Regions from separate parts of the Capsicum annuum genome. Here region 2 is linked to region 1. Evidence: chromatin contacts called from public Hi-C data. All regions are on one chromosome and are shown on one strand. The core of a region is the stretch at or near the end of the contact, and the rest is flanking DNA. Distances in the headings are between cores, read along the strand shown. Region 1 holds the start of LOC107856620 (TPR repeat-containing thioredoxin TTL1). Region 2 holds the start of LOC107854728 (phosphoenolpyruvate carboxylase).

Region 1 (3,378 bases), core at 490-2,989:
CCTATTGTGAGGTTAACAATCCATAACACTAAACTATTAATCTTTGTAGGCAGCACTAAAGATCAGTCAACCACATCTGTAGATCCCAGTTTGAGATTTGGTTGGGTAATGGACACACAATGCATCAGCTAAGGGAGTTCGATATTATTGAAAAATCATTTTAGCTATGTGAATCCAAATCTACACATTTAACCATAACCCCACATAAAAGCTACATATGTTCTCTTGGAAACAGCCTCTCTGCCTCCACGAGGTATTGGGAAGTTCTGCCTACAATCAACCCTCCCCAGAACCCACTTGTGGGATTTCACTAGGTATGTAGTTGTTGTTGTTGGTAAGACATATGTAGGAGCGGAATTAGAGGGGCAAGAGGGTGTTCACCCACCACAAAAAAATTACACGGTGTATAAGGTAATTTTAATGTACATATATAGATTTTGAATCCCTAACACAGGGCTAGAGATTGGCTCGGTGTTTTAGGGGTTCAAATCTCAAGCACTATATTCTTATTTTTCGAAACCATTACTGAAAATTCTGGATCAACCACTAGATATATGACAATTAATATTCCAACATATACATTCTTCAAACCACCTTACTGAAATTCTGGATCCACCACCGATAATGAACATTGAAACATACATATAGATTCAAAGATTTCGACATTAGTACACTTACCTAAGTAGCAAAGATCCTAACCGTTGATGTGCCCGAATGTAGGAAGGATCCAGCCTAATAGCTTCCTCACATTCCTTCACAGCCTCCACAACCCGTTTCATACCCATCAATGCAGCTGCTCGATTACAATGGTACGCAGCATTTCCAGGCGAAATCGCAATAGCTTTTTCATAAAAGCTTAAAGCCTCGGGAAAATCACCCTTCTTATAACTCTCATTTCCTATTCTCTTCAACTCTTCCGGATTCTGTAAATAACTTTTTTCCTTCCCAGCATTGGCATTGGCAGCTCCTCCTCCATCAGCCCCAATACCGCCACGAATTATACTTCCGTGGCCATAGTTCCCAATTCTCGACCCAAATATATCAGTTTTAGTAGACTTAACAGGAACTGCTGCTTTCAAAATTTTGCCCGAAGGGCAGATGTTCCCAGTAGGAAATGAATATATAGCAGAGGAGTATACTGAACTTCTACTACAACTACTACTCCCCGAGGAGATTAACGGATAAGAGTCAGACCTTGACCGAGTATGCCCCGGCTTAAACCGGCGTGAACTGCTGTCAACTGAACTGGAAAGGTCATTGGATTTAGGAACATTGTAACCGGAGATTGATCCGGATGAACTGGAGCTAGTACTTGTAGAATTGGTAAATACATTTGGTCGGGTTAAAGAACCTAGATCCAGTTCTCTGAAATCGGGTTTGTCAATGTCGGTGGTGGTGCCATTGTTGTTGTTACTCATAGAGTTCCTCGACATGGACCCACAATTGTTACACTTCCTTTGTATTGGCCACTGTATATGAGTAAGGGGGATGTGTTTTGGCTTGAGCTGAGTTTTAAGTAGAAGAGATGAAGAAAGAAGGAAGAGAAAGAAAAAAAAAAAAAAAAGGAGAAAAAGGGGGAATCTCTTGATATATAAAAGGAAGAAGCAAAGAATGAATGCGAGGGGTCGGCAAATGACGGACAGATAGAAATAGAAGCGAGTTTTAAGAAATTTTTCTCTCACTTTTACAGAGGAGGGGAAGGGGTAGGGACGAAGAAAATCTCTTCCTTGACTTTCGCTCCGCTTATTTTCAAAATTACTTGTTCGAAAAGTAATTAAAAAAAAAAAACTTATTACTCCCTCCGTTTCATGAAGAATAATTTACTTTGACTTTGTACAAAATTTAAAAAAATAAAGAGACTTTTGAATTTTATGGTCTTAAATTAAAATTATGTAAAATATATCAAAATGTCTTTTCATCTTGTGGTCCTAAACATGTCATTTGAAAAGTTAAAATTAAAATATTACCAAAAAAGAAAAAGGATCATTCTTTTTTAAACAGATTAAAATAGAAAGTAGGTCATTCTTTTTTAAACGAAGGAATAATATTCTTTAAATAATTACTTTTAGAAAGAAATTACTTTTTTAACTTATTAAAACCGTTTCTACTACTTGCTAGAATCACTAATCTTTTTTTAAATTTTTGGTAATGTTATAAATATATTACCATAGTGAATGTCTACTTTACTTTATCATATATAATGTATGTCTATTTATAAAAAAGTTAAAAATGTTAAAGTTAGTTTTCCCTTGTAAAGGAGGTTTCCTTTATTGTAATTAATTTATCAAGAGAGACTCCTCAAGAATCCTTATAAGAAATAAAGAAATCTCCTCTCTTCTCTCTCTATTCTTCTTATATTTGCTTTATATTTCATAACGCGTTATCAGCATGAGACTCTGTCAAACAAGGTGAGATTATAAATCTAAAGGTAATTGCAAGGTTAGTAACTCCTTATGTTATTCGTGTCTTTTGCTACTAATGATATAATTATTATTGAATTTGAGAAAAAATAATTGGTTTGAAACCAATGATGCTTTAAATTTGTTCATGACGAACAATATTATTAAAAATTATGATGATGATTTAAGTCTTATCTCATTAAAAGGTTAAGACATTAGGTTAAAAGTTTTAATGCACCATGATGAGATGTTGGATTCATGTCCCATCGATTTATAACCTAAGACGCCTTTATATGGCTAAGACATTAAGATTGGATCTCAAAGTACTATATTAATGACATTATGATGGCTAAGGTAAAATAATGTGTTTTTTCTGAAAGACTATGAGACATGTCCCATTGAATATGCTCCATTCTCTGAAGTGAATGTGGTAGCAGTGCATAATATGTCTAAAAGAGACAAGTGATTGAATGTACGAATATAAGCGTGGTGGGACAATATGATAATTATTATTAAAAGTGATACTATTTTCACACACTTATTATGATTATAAGATATGTTAGAGAAAAATTCTCGATATTATATGTATGCCTGGATTTGCTCCTGAAGTAGCAACATCATGAAAGAGGTTCTAAGCTTTCATAATTTGATATGCTTAAGGCACGATTATATTCCATTCTTGAGGAATGAAAATTTCGACTATTATATGTATAGATCCATTCTCTAAGGTGAATGTGGTAATATTTAGTAAAACTTATTAATATAAACATGCGCTTGATTGTGATGGTATCACAATAACTCACCTCTGAAAAATGATGGATAATTTTCAAATCTACTTCTGAAGTAGTAAAGCTGAAATCTATTCATGTCACAGTAAATCTGAAATTTACTAAAGTAAAGGCACATATCATGATAAACTTGGAGTTTACTAGTTTAAAAGTTCATAAGTTGACATGATTATGACATTCCAAAGATGTGC
Region 2 (3,378 bases), core at 52-2,551, 580 kb before region 1:
TCTTCTTACACCCCACCCCAATTCCCTTTCTCCTTCTTCTAACTTTGCATCCTCACTTCTATTATCTTTATTAATTTCTTCAAGAAAGAAAAAAATATGTGTGAAAAGTTATGAATTTTAATGGGTTAGAAAATAATTTTGGAAAAGAAAGTCTTTCAATACATAATTGTTGAACTAAATTACTTATGTAAATTTTTAAGAAATCTGTTGTTGGATTTATGAGATTGCCTTTTGTATCCACCATTATCGAACCTTTTAAAAGCTTGAAAACAAAAAAAAATGAGTGTCAAATTCATGGTTGATTTCAAATTGATTATTGAAGTTTTCCGATGATGATGTGAAGTTGTACTTGAATTTTGAGTTTGATTGGTATGAATTTTGCTTGTTTAATTTTGTATCCGCCATTGTTGAAGCTTGAAGATAAAAAAAAAATGAGTTCGACGAATTCAAGATGAGATTGATGTCGAAATTGATTATTGAAGTTTTCTGATGATGTTGTAAAGTTGTATCTAAAATTTGAATTTGATTGGTATGAATTTTATTAGTTTAATTTTGTATCCACCATTATTGAACCTTTAAAAAAGCTTGAAGATAAAAAAAAAATGAGTTTATTGAATTTATGGTTGATTCCTAATTGATTATTGAGATTTTCTAATGATGTTGTGAAGTTGTAGTTGAAATTTGAGTTTGATTGATATGAATTTAGCTAGTTTATGTTGAAATTTGAGACCCAAAAATGAAGAACCCATATATGGGTAATGTTGAAGATGACAGATGACGGCAGGATGGGTGAGAGTGGAGGGTGGGCGGGTAGGTGGGAATGTATGTGAAAAAATATTTTTTAATATATATATATATGAAATTATTTTAAAAAAATAATTTTCTTGCGTGGCTCCGACGTGGCAGTGCGTGGCGCTGATTTGTCGGCGTGTGTGCACACTCTCCGTTGTGAGAGTGGTATTCAATTTCAAAGGATGAAACTAATATACTTTAAAATGTTAAGAGGGATAAACAAAACGGAAGTTAAGTTTAAGTGATAAAGTGAGTTTGGAGTTTTCTCTTATATTTTTTGTTAAAAAATTATAAAATATAAAATATGGTTAATATATTTATGTTTTATAAGAATACATATTATTGAGTAAAAATGAATACAATAATTGCGAATCAAATACATATAGAAGCTATATGATAATATTATAAAGTGTGATTATGAAAAAGGATTTTGCATCAGACTTTGCTGTTTTTAAAAATTTTTCATTTTAAAATAATTAATCTTGTATAACTTGTTACCAGCCAAATAGTCCACAGTATACAGTTGTAAATTTAAGAAAGAGAAAGCTCTGTGTTTTTTCCTATATATAGCTAGCCTGTTCAGTGTCTACACATTACACAACTCCCTCAACTTCCTCCACCACTTCGCATTGTTTTGTACTCTGACACACCAAATTTTGAGGTAATCCACATCAGAATTTATGTTGTACTCCCTTACCATACTCAAACTTCAGTTCTTTTTTTATTTTCTAAGTTGGTAAAACATTACAGTAAATTATGAAATTGTTGTGATGTAATTAGGAAATAACGAATTCAAATCACCAATAGCTCGTAAAAAAGTAAAAGTCAGATTGTATATAAAGGCCATTGGGGTCTGTGTGTTGAAGTCCTATATCGGTGGGTTCTTGGTTTCTTTATATAGTCTTGGCAATCTCACCTCATTAGCTAGGGTTCATTTCTTTAAGAGTTACGTCCACCCAGCTCATTCTTTTCGATGTTGCCCATCTTATATTATTCACGCTTCAGATGTTCAGCTCTGGGTGTGCGGGATGTTGGAGTCCCACATTTCCGATGTTGGGCCCCTCATTTTATATTGTTCACACTTAAGATATCAAGCCCTGAATGTGCGGGTATTGGAGTCACACATCGGTGGGTTAAAGGTCCTCTCGTGAGCTAGCTTTTGAGGTTGAGTTAGCAGGTTCATTTCTTTATGACTGCCTTTTCTGAATTTTACAATAACGGGAGTTTTAATGTATGAGACTACTTTTTTGGAAATCATTTAATTACAAATAAAACAAGAATTTAAACTAGTCGCCAACTGGGGTATTTTTATTCTATGGTCCCTGGTTTTTGTACTTTTGTGTGGTCATAATTTTGATGATTTTTATGTAAAGTTCATTTGTTGCAGGGTGAAAAATGGGGACTCGTAATTTGGAGAAACTGGCATCTATTGATGCACAGTTGAGACAATTGGTGCCTGGAAAAGTTTCTGAAGATGATAAGCTTATTGAGTATGATGCTTTGCTTTTGGATAGGTTTCTTGATATTCTTCAAGATTTGCATGGAGAGGATCTCAAGGAAACAGTATGCATTTCCCAATAGATGTTAATTTGCTGCCAAATTTGTATTTAACCTGTGATTGATTAGCCAATTGTGAATTATATTCCAAAGTTGTAGTTTTTGATGTTGTGTACCCTTGTTGAAGTTCAGTGATTTTGGTCTTTTGGTGACTAAGGGGGTGTTGTTTTCTTTTTCACTTTAATCTGGTTTAGTGCTTGAAGCTAAAGATTGAATTTTTATGTCACTCATCACAAAAAGGAGTGAAAAGATTGAATTTTTATGTATTGAATTTTTGTGTCACTCATCAAAAAAAGGAGTGAAAAGATCGAATTTTTATGTCACTTATCAAAAAAGGGAATGGAAAGATTAGATTTTTTTGTCATTTTTCAAAAAAAAAAAGTAATAAAAAGATTAAATTTTTAATGTCTGTTTCTGACTCAGTTTACACAATTCTTGAGTATAAAGTGTGTTTTATACTTATAGATGGTATTTAGATACTGGTCTTCATATGCTTCAGTAGTTTTACTGTGTTAGTGGACGAAATTCACATGTGTATGGTGTCTTGAGATCCTAAAATTGTGTTGACCAAGTAGTTCTTTCAAATCCTTGAATTAATCAAGATATACTTGCTGACTGAGTTGACTACAAATACTTGAGTCTAAAGAATGTGTAATACTTAGTGATGGTATTTTGTAGTGGACTTCATATGATTGTGTTAGTGGATGAAATTCACATGTGTATGGTGTCTGAGATCCTAAACTTTGTGTTGACCAAATAGTTGTTTCAGATGATTGAATAATTGAGATATACTTCAAAAAGTCTTTGATTTCTTCAATCTCACATTAGGTTCAAGAGTGTTATGAGCTTTCTGCCGAGTATGAAAGTAAACATGATCCGACGAAGCTGGAGGAACTTGGTAGTGTGTTTACAAGTTTGGATCCAGGGGATTCAATTGTCATTGCTAAAGCTTTCTCTCACATGCTTAACTTGGCGAATTTGGCCGAGGAGGTTCAAATTGCCTATCGTAGGCGCCAAAAGTTGAAGAAA

The links. Hi-C and Micro-C count contacts between places; a contact is called where the count stands out from the background.
Region 2: a contact with region 1 is called in a Hi-C map of bud, with 2.5 times the contacts expected there. The contact joins the promoter of LOC107854728 here to the promoter of LOC107856620 in region 1. A contact is called at or near these places in 2 of 5 Hi-C or Micro-C datasets (bud and leaf).

Annotation. Positions count from the first base shown.
Region 1 is chr9:174,208,546-174,211,923 of UCD10Xv1.1, reverse strand. LOC107856620 (TPR repeat-containing thioredoxin TTL1) reads right to left here and starts at 1,739. Exons shown (of 7, transcript XM_016701612.2): 1 at 679-1,739. The coding sequence starts at 1,433.
Region 2 is chr9:174,792,962-174,796,339 of UCD10Xv1.1, reverse strand. LOC107854728 (phosphoenolpyruvate carboxylase) reads left to right here and starts at 1,301. Exons shown (of 11, transcript XM_047397093.1): 1 at 1,301-1,453; 2 at 2,180-2,355; 3 at 3,178-3,378. The coding sequence starts at 2,188.